Linked DNA regions of Muntiacus reevesi: region 1 is linked to region 2. Evidence: chromatin contacts called from public Hi-C data. All regions are on one chromosome and are shown on one strand. Each heading gives the region's core, a stretch centred on a gene start, on an enhancer-like site or on the middle of the called end of the contact. The rest is flanking DNA. Distances are from core to core; before and after follow the strand shown. Region 1 holds the start of AP1B1 (adaptor related protein complex 1 subunit beta 1). Region 2 holds the start of HORMAD2 (HORMA domain containing 2).

Evidence for each region. Hi-C and Micro-C count contacts between places; a contact is called where the count stands out from the background.
Region 1: a Hi-C map of blood shows a contact between it and region 2, with 7 times the contacts expected there. The contact joins the promoter of AP1B1 here to the promoter of HORMAD2 in region 2. A contact is called at or near these places in 2 of 3 Hi-C or Micro-C datasets (blood and muscle).

Annotation. Positions count from the first base shown.
Region 1 is chr13:5,204,592-5,209,748 of mMunRee1.1, forward strand. AP1B1 (adaptor related protein complex 1 subunit beta 1) reads left to right here and starts at 3,651. Exons shown (of 21, transcript XM_065904340.1): 1 at 3,651-3,789.
Region 2 is chr13:4,726,000-4,731,219 of mMunRee1.1, forward strand. It overlaps HORMAD2 (HORMA domain containing 2), which reads right to left and starts at 2,346. Exons shown (of 10, transcript XM_065904872.1): 1 at 2,296-2,346. The coding sequence starts at 2,346. It overlaps LOC136146248 (U6 spliceosomal RNA), which reads left to right and starts at 3,328; the gene lies at 3,328-3,431.

The DNA of each region.
Region 1 (5,157 bases), core at 2,401-4,900, 480 kb after region 2:
TAGGATTTCCCAGGCAAGAATACTGGAGTGGGTTGCCACTCCTTCTGCAGGGGCTCTTCCCCACCCAGGGGCTGAGCTCCTGTCTCCTGCACTGCAGGCGGATTCTTTATCACTGAGCCACCAGGGAAGCCCCGCCTGCTCTTATCAGTAGCATATTTTGAGCTCTCCTGCCAGGCTTAGCTGCAGGAGAGGAGGCCTAGGGCTCCAGGAGGGCGGGGAGAAGTCCACTCTGTCCAGTGGCCTGGTTTTCTCATCTTTCCTTGGGAGCAGTCTTGGGATTGAACTGTTAGGAGAGTTCAGTGGGTTAATATGTGAAAAAGCCTAGCACAGTGACTGGTCCATGTAACTGTTAGTAGCAGGAATATCGTCCTTCGCAGTTCAGGCTGGACATCACCTCCTCCAGGAAGCCATCCTGGTGTTATAATTGTCTCTTTGTGTCTCTCCCATGCTCCACCACAGCCCCAGGAAGGGATCGTGTTGCCTCTTGCTCACTGTTATAGCCCCAATATGGCTGGCTTTGTGTCAAATTTATTTTATGTGAAAGAGTGGGACTCGTGAGAACACCTACCTGGGGCTTTGAGACCGGTCCCTCAGCGCTGCCACTCACACACTGGCTTGAGCTCTTGGAGCTGCAACAACCCACCTCCCCGATAAAGCGGGGCTGGTGTAAGGAGGAAATGAGACCCTCTGCACACCTCCTGGCCCAGCGCAGGCGCCCCATAAACGTTCACTGCTGCTCCTGCACTTTCTGCTCCAGCTACCCACAGCCCCAGCCCAGCGCCCAGCGCAGCACCAGTCACGCTCGTGTCTGCGGCTCTGTCACCCTCGCCCGAAAATCTGGAGAGCTAGCAAGAGCACAGTCGTTGCCTCAGCCCTGTGACGGTCCCACAGCCCAGGGCGTGCTTCAGAGCAGAGGCTTGCGGGACGCTTTCCGAGGGCTCAGACGTCCGGCAACTTTGCCATCCTGCTTCTGCACTGCTGTCCCTGAGTTACCTTTTCCTTCTGTCTCTGCCTGTGCAACTGTGTTCTTATTGGGCGAAACCTGGCATAAATGTCACCTTCCCCTGGGATGTCTTTCCTGAGCAAACTGACCCTGTGACTTCTGTCTCCTTGCAAATCTTCAAGCTCTGACTGCTCCTACTGAGAACGTGTCACTTTCACATAAGCTGTCCATCTTGGTACCGGGAAGTTTCTCGGTTTGTGTTGTTGGCTAATTCTTCTCTTTCGATGGCACATACCCAGTGAAATTTTGCTTTCCAAAGAGACTGATGGCATTTGCCAACATTTATCATCGGGGAAAGGTCTGATGGTTCCTCCAGACAGTCATGCATAGTACACAGAATATGGCACATGCATGTATAATTCTATTTGTTTCCTGTCTTCTTCAGAAAATTATTTAAAAATGGAATAAGCTCTGTAATGTAGTTAATGGTATTATTTCAATGCCAATTTCCTGGCTTTAAAAAAATGTTTATTTATTTATTTGGTTTGGCATGTCGGATCTTTCACTGTGGAATGTATAGTTGCTCCAGGACATGTGGGATCTTAGCTTTCTGACCAAGGATGGAAACTGCATCTCCTGCATGGGAAGGCAAAATCTTAACCACTGGACCATTAGGGAAGCCCCCAATTTCCTGGTTTTGATATTGTAATACCAAGGCATAAAATGTCACCACGGAGGGAAGCTAGGTGAAGGGCATATGATACACTTCATGTACTATTTTTGCAATTACCTGAAAATCTATAATTACTTTAAAAATAACATTTTATAAAAGTATTTGAGGCTGATTAAACTTATAAAACTATGTTAAATATTAAAATAATAATATCTGGATTATATGGGGCACACAGACTTGGATGTGTGTGCTTATTTATGATACATTTTATAATATTATATTATACTTATACATAATGTATAATATATACTATGTTATATATAATATACATAAATATAAATATATAATATATACATATATTTTTAATTATATAAATATATAATGTATACACAATATACATATATTTATATAATATATATTATATATAATTATAATATATATACATATATAATATATACATAATATATACATATACAATATATATCATATATATTATATATAATATATCATATATTATATATCATATAATATATAATATCTAATATGCATTATATATTATATATCATATATTATGTATAATATAACTATATATTAATATATTATACATATATCATATATACATATACATACATATATGTACATATATAATATATATTATATTTATACATATTGTAAATATTATATTATATATCATATAATATATGATATAGTATTAATTATATAATATATAATATATATAAAATATTAATGATATATTAATGTATAATATAATATAAATGTAACTATTATACATGTATATAAAAATATATATTATATGTAAATATATAATATGTTAATATATAAATTTATAATTTATAATATAATTCATAAATATTTACATATATTTATATATTAACATATATTATATATTATATATTTACATGTGTAATATATTAGTAATATATAATATATATTATATTATACATACTATATAACGTTATAAATAAAATATATATTATATTTTATAATTATATATAATATATAAATATATTTATATATACATAATATATAAAATGTAATCTAAAATTATACATTTTATAATATTAAAAGACTAGTGATAAAATGCACAACTGTAGGGGCTGTTTCGGAGAACAGATATTGGAAAACACCAAAGAGAAATGTATTTATTGCTTTGGGAAACTTTTACCAATATCTTGGTGAATTAAAAATACTGAATGGATATATCGAGTCTGGAAGGATATTCACCAAAATGTTAAAAATTATTGTCTCAGGGTGGCAGGTTTGCAGGATTTTTTAAACCTCCTTTTGCTTACTTGTATATTCCAGAAATCAAATATTATTTTAAATGTTTTTAAGAGGATGATCAGAAATTACCTAGGAGGAGGAGAAAGTTAATAGTACCAGAGTTGGGCGTGAGATACCTATAGCAACCCTGGCCTGGCCGACCCAGCAAAACGGGAAATGGAACATTATGAAGTTCTCCTTAGAGGGTGTGAGGTTTTCCCGATGACGCGGAATTCCACGAAGGGCTGCTTCAAGCTGTAGGTTAGACTTACAGCTCTAGTTTAACTCTTCTCTTCACAGGTAAGTGATCTTGAGCAACACCGGCGCCTCTCAGAGACTGAGTTTCCCTGTTTGTAACACAGAAGGGAAGCCGACCTCCAAACAAAGAAAAAAAATAGACCTCAAAGTCTCTATGATCTTCTCCATCTCCATCACGTTATATAGGCTCAGTTCAGTCGCTCAGTCATGTCCGACTCTTTGCGACCCCACGGACTGCAGCACGCCAGGCCCCCCTGTCCATCACCAACTCCCAGAATTTAGTCAAATTCATGTCCATTGAGACGGTGATGCCATCTAACCGTCTCGTGGTTTTTTTGCTCGGCGGAGCAGCTACGTGTCGGGGGCGGAGTTAACTCAGACGCCCCGCCCCTTGGCCCCACCTCGCTGTCTCCGCCCCCGCCTGGGTTGTACCCTTGACCCCGCCCCTAGCCCGTGCGTCCACCGGAAGTGCCCGCGCGCGGGCAGCTCACTTCCGCCTGGCAGGTGACAGCCGCGGGGCTCCGAGCGTCCGGCGGCGCGGGTGCACGGAGAGAGCGGGAGGACAAGGCCGCGGACATTTTCCTGCCGCGTCGAGCCGCGCCGTGGCGTCAGGAGCCGTTCGGACCTGCGGGTGAGGAAGCGGGGAGCCCGGCGAGGCCAGAGAAGAAGTGGGGCGGGGAGTCGGGAGTCTGAGGTGAGGGGTTTCTGGGGTCAAAGGTCACGGAGAGGACGGGGCGCTGGAGGGTCTAGGGTGGCTTCCCAGGCCGGGACGAGGCAGAAGGGCTGCGGGTTCATTCATTCGCGCCCCCTTGGCCGCCGGCGTGCACCCCAGCCGTCCCAGGTCCGCAGTCTCTGCCGGGGCGCCCTCCCGTTGAGACTCCTAGACTTAGGCCCAGGGGAGCTTGCGCCCGGCCTGACAGGGAACTTCTCTTCGGGTCTTGGTTCCCCCTGCACACTCACCGCCGTGGCTGCCCTGAGGCCTCCTCGTCGTTGAGGGCCTTATCTCTTTGCCAAGGTTCAAAAAAAGGAAAAAAAAAATTATGAAACGGCCTGGCGCCACCGCCTCTAGGGTGGGGTTGGATAGAGGTTGGGTCTGTCCATAGGCGCCTCACAGGCGAGGTAACTGGGGACCCCTGTGGTAATGCCAGAACTACTGATGGGAATGCTAGCTGCTGGTTTTTGAGCTGCCACTGTGTGCAGGCACCGTGCTCATAATGCCGCATTTACGCTTCCCAGCAAGCTCTGTGAGATAGCTACTATTATTATCCCCATTTTATCCACGAGGAAACTGAGGTGCAGAAAAGTTATATCACACCTGTAAGGTCAATCAGGTAGTATGGATGAGAACCAGGGCTCGCAGGGACCTGCAGCGTGCTGCGACTGAAGCAGGTTTGGCGTTTAGGGGCTGTCTAATGTCTTTAGCCACCATTAAATTTATTTGCATCTATATAAAGATATATTTCCCTGGAGAAAGAAATGGCAACCCACTCCAGTATTCTTGCCTGGAGAATCCCATGGACAGAGGAGCCTGGTGGGCTACTGTCCATGGGGTCGCAGAGTCGGACACAACTGAGCGACTGAACAACATATACAGATGTAGCTTTCTTGCTTCTCATCTAACCTTCCTGAGGAGCATTTGATTCCCTTAATTTAGGATGAAATGGTCTTGCAGGCCATTGCTATAACTGATTACTGTTTAGGACAAGAAAGGATGTTTTTCCCGACTGTTGAGAACTGCGAGACATGAAACAGGCTAGCCATGCAATGAGTTTAATATGTTGAACCTCTCTTGAGAGTGGTGGAGCTGCATTCTTTTTCAAGTAAGGGGAGGAACCATATGACCCCTAGGGTATCTTTTGGCCCTAGGTTCTTGAAGAGCATTCCCAAGGCAAGGGCCTGAGTCTCTGAGAAAAGTGCAGGTCCCATGGCTTCTTGACTGGGGAACGCACACGTTGCCTGGGAGATGGTGAGGTGGTTTCATGGCCAGAGGATTAGGTCT
Region 2 (5,220 bases), core at 1,096-3,595:
ATCAGGAGTCTGCTTGTTGAATATATTGAATTCAAGCCAGAAAGATGACGGCTTTCTCTCTGCCCCAATTCTCCTTCAACTTCAATCCTTCCTACCTCTGCTACAGCTTAATATTCTTAAAACAGTAATTTATTCAACTGTCCTGGTAAAACTGCTGACTTTCCATTGATTGCAGAATAAAGCATAAGTCCTTTAGCCTGGCTTTTAAGATCCACACTAATTTGTCCCCAAACTTCCTATTCAATTAATTTTCCTACTTCTGTCCAACATGATGAAGGTCCACTCCAGTACGGACGAGTTCTTTGTTACTCTCTGAAACATGCCATGCTCATTACTTATTTGAGCCAAGGCATATGCTAGTTTTTCCTCATGGAATTCTCCTCTCTCTCCTCCATCCTAATCCTTTTCATTATTTAAGGCCCACCTTAAATCTTGTCTCCTTCTTAAGGAATATACAAACCATTCCAATCTATACAAAAATCTCTAAATTTCTATCATTTGTATTACTTTACTCTTTTTTTAAAATTTAAAAATTTTTTTTCCTTTATTAGTTGAAGGCTAATTACTTTACAATATTGTAGTGGTTTTTGCCATACATTGACATGAATCAGCCATGGATTCACATGTGTTCCCCATCCTGAACCCCCCTCCCACCTCCCTCCCCATCCCCTCCCTCTGGGTCATCCCAGTGCACCAGCCCCGAGCACTTGTCTCATGCATCCAACCTGGACTGGCGATGTTTCACACTTGATGACATACATGCTTCAATCCTGTTCTCTCAGATCATCCCACCCTCGCCTTCTCCCACAGAGTCCAAGTCTGTTCTGTACATCTGTGTTGCTTTACTCTTGTCACAAATATTTAATGCATATACTGCATTGTATATTGACTTACCTCCTGTAAGTCATTTCCCCAACCAGATTATAAACTTCTGGAACATGAAGATTCTTTTTTTTAATTCTCTAGAACACAGTGTTACATATATGTTATGTAATACTGAGCTTTCAATGAATAAATGAATGATTCATTAATGACTGTCATGGGACAAGATAAACTTGCCCAGGTGAACCCAGCAAGGTCGCCTGGCCCCGTCATGCGCCCCCAGGATCCTAGTTTCTGTCAGCGCCCTCTCCTTCAGCTCTTATAACTGCATCAGTGTGTATCAGAAGTTTCCTGTGTCAGGAAGTGAATGTCTAACAAGGAACCTTTCTCTTTAAATATCTCTTTTTGTTTCTGATTTCTTTTACTCTGGTTGTTGTTCAGTCACTCAGTGTCTGACTCTTTGCATCCCCGTGGACTGCAGCACGCCAGGCTTTCCTGTCCTTCACCATCTCCTGGAGCTTGCTCAAACTCATGTCCACTGAGTCAGTGATGCCATCCAACCATCTTGTCCTCTGTCTTTCCTTTCTCCTCCTGCCTTCAATCTTTCCCAGCATCAGAGTCCTTTCCAATGAGTCAGATCTTCACATCAGGTGGCCAAAGCACTGGAGCTTCAGCTTTGGCATCAGTCCTTTTAATGAATATTCAGGATTGATTTCCTTTAGGATTGACTGGTTTGATCTCCTTGAAATCCAAGGGACCCTCAGGAGTCTTCTCCAACACCACAGCTCAAAAGCTCCAATTCTTTGGCACTCAGCCTTCTTTATGGTCCAACTGTCACATCTATACATGTGGAATGTAGTCATGGCTTATACATGACTACTGGAAAAATGGTAGCTTTGACTATACAGACCTTTGTTGGCAAAGTAATGTCTCTGCTTATTAATACTCTGTCTAGGTTTGTCATAGCTTTTCTTCCAAGGAGCAAGCGTCCTTTAATTTTGTGGCTGCAGCCATCATTGCAGTGATTTTGGTGCCTGAGAAAATAATGTCTGTCATGGTTTCCACTGTTTCCCCATCTATTTGCCATGATGGGACCAGATGCCATGATCTTCATTTGTTGAATGTCTCACGAGATGAACCTTCATCTGAAGATGCTTCAAGCCTGACATCTAGAACTCTTCCCTCAACTGGTAGTTCTCTGGACTCATAACTTCACAAAACTCTTTTACTCTAGAAAGTCTAAACATATAAACATGAAACAAGCACCCAGGAAGTTACTTCATAGAAATCTATTCTAATTTCCTGAACATCCTCAGTCCACTAGCCAGTTAAAATGTAGACATACTCTGCCAGGATATTATGTGCCAATTAACTGATAAAGCTGCTGTTTTAAAAAACACCAAAGATTAAAGTCATGATTCTGAATTAACTCACTAAATAGTCATTGATTTTCTTTTAATTCTTAATAAATACCTTAGATGTCTTGTGAATTCTGATAGAGCGAGAGAGCTGAACAGTGGCCATGATAGTAAGGTATCAGGATTCTTTTAACAAATCTAACCTGTAGGAAAAAAAATTAATTAGCGACCTTGCCTAACATAATCCTTTTATTGCGAATCTTAAAGAACTATATAATTAGCATTTGATTGTATTCTTTGGAAAATTAGTTTAATAAACATCTCCACAAGCAATTTTCTATAAATTAGAGTAAGATCTCTGGATTAGTTTTTCCAACCACCCAAGGAAAATATAAGTTGACTTCCTCGTTCCCAAATACATTTGGAGGAGAATAATAAATTACAAATCCCCTAAAGGTTTGACAATGTATTTTACTCATCCTTGTTATTCCCGCAGAGTGTTAAAAGTGCTCTCTATATAACAGGGGCTTAAAAATTATTTCTTGAGTTAATTTCATGTATAATTGATTTTCAAAGTCAACTCAAAAATTAAAGTTTACATTTCATACCCATTAGGACGGCTATTCAAAAAGATGGAAAATAACAAGTGTAGGTGAAGATGTGGCAACATTGGAATCCTTGTGCACTGCTGGTAGGAATGTAAAGTGGTGCAGCTGCTAGAGAAAACAGTATGGCAGTTACTAAAAAAGTTCAGTAGGTTTACCATACTATCCAGCACTTCTACTTCTAAACTCAGAAGTATCAAAAAGTGTTAGTTGCTCAGTTGTATCCAACTCTTTGTGACCCCATGAACTGCAGCCCACCAGGCTCCTGTCCACTGGATTTCCCAGGCAAGAATACTGGAGTGGGTTGCCATGTCCTTCTCCAGGGGGGTCTTCCCCACCCAGGGATCAAACCCACGTCTCCTGTGTTACAGGCAGATTCTTTACCATCTGAGCCACCAGGGAAGCCCAAAATGTATTGAAAGGAGGGATTCAAACAGACACACACCAATGTTCATAGCAGTATTATTTATAACAGTCAAAAGGTAGAAACAACCCAGAGGTCCAAGAATAGTTGAATGGACTTTTAAAATATGGTAAAGACAGTGCTCGCTTCGGCAGCACATATACTAAAATTGGAACGATACAGAGATTAGCATGGCCCCTGCGCAAGGATGACACGCAAATTTGTGAAGTGTTCCATATTTTTTTAAAATATGGTATATACAATGGAATATTATTCAGTATTAAAAAATAATGAAATTATGATATATGTTGCAACATGGATAAATTTGAAAACATTATGCTAAAAAAAAAGAAAACATTATGCTAAATGAAATAAACCAGACACAAAAGGATGCCTATCACATGATTCCACTTATATGAATAGAGATAGCTAAAGTAGTCAGATTCATAGTGACAGAGAATAGAACAGAGGTCACTAGGGGCTGGAGGGTGGAAGGAATGGGGTGTTCAATTGGTACAGAGTTTCACTCAGGCTGATGTAAAATTTTTAGAAATGGGTAGTGGTAATGGTTGTACAACACTGAATGCACTTAGTGCCACTCAGTTACCTACTCAAAGATGGTTGGGATGATGAATTTTATGTACATTTTACCACAATAAACAAGCATTAATGTTTAAAAATACATACAGTTTTCACTATCTCACTTCACTAACAAAAAAGAAGTAAATTTCCTTTTTTCTTTTTAAAGGACTTAATTTATATTGTTTCAAGATTTTATGGAGTTCTGACCAAAATATTAGTAAAATAATCCACTTAAAGAAATTCTGGATCACCTAGGATAGCCTGTGACTTGATTTTGTGTATAAATTAATGCAAGATTCTGGAAGATTTTGCAAATAAAAGAGGGCAGAATTATTTAAGAACACTGCCACAAGGTGGTGATAGAGATTATAAACAGGTAATAATTTCTCTCAATTTACTTCTTCAGAGCAGCACTAGGGGACACTCTTTTACAAGATTTAAATAAGACTGACAACCGCCTGATAGTCCTTTGGTCCTTAAAGATTCCAAGGTGTCTTTTGTTGACTTCAGATTATAACCTTCATTTTTGAGCGTAACCTTCAAAAGTGACTCAACATGATCACTGTCTCCTTTACAACTTCAAGAAATGGGAAAAATAAGTAACTATGAGAGTTTACACTCCAGTTCTGACCCAGTAAACCAAGATAAACTACCACCTATTGGGGTAGTTATTAGAGACAATAAATAATAGGGAATAATAATTTCAAGTGGGTGGCTTTTCATATTGGTGGATTTTTAAATAATTTCTCTATGATCACAAGGTATTCTGATGGCATTTCTAGAAAATCAAGCCCTGAAAATAGTATCAGGCTATTAGAACACAATGCATTTTACTACATCCATGTATTTGGAATATATGAATAACCTGGGTTTAATTTATATTATCGCTGAAAGCTCAACCTTCCAGGATACTTGCTTTTGAGAAGGGATTCAAAGCTAGTCACTATTAAGCATTTGGTACATATCTGGGGAATTAACATTTATAAAATTAGTGAAGTTAAATTTTCCATACACACATGTATGTATACAGAGAAAATTAACTGCACTGCTAATGCAGTCTGGGAGAAAGTCTTTGGAGTTAAGGAACCTGGGTTCAAATTCTGCTCAACTACCTAGCAACTCTATGTTTTGGTCAAATTACTTAGTCTTGCTGGGCCTCAGTATCCTTTTCGTAAAATGAAGACAGTTAATCCAGCTTTTCAGGGCTCTTAGAGTGTTTATCAGGACATGTATTTATCTGGAGAGGAAACACAGCATAGTGGTTAAGCACATGAACTTTTGCGGAGCCAAATTGCCTAGGATCGAATCCCAGTCTGCAATCCAACTGCCATATTGTTTCATGCACATGTTTGCCTCAGTTTCCCCATCTGTAAAATACAGTCAGTAATGGTATCTACATCCCAGGCTTGTTGTGAGGACTAAATAAGCCATTATTGGTAAGGCATCAAAA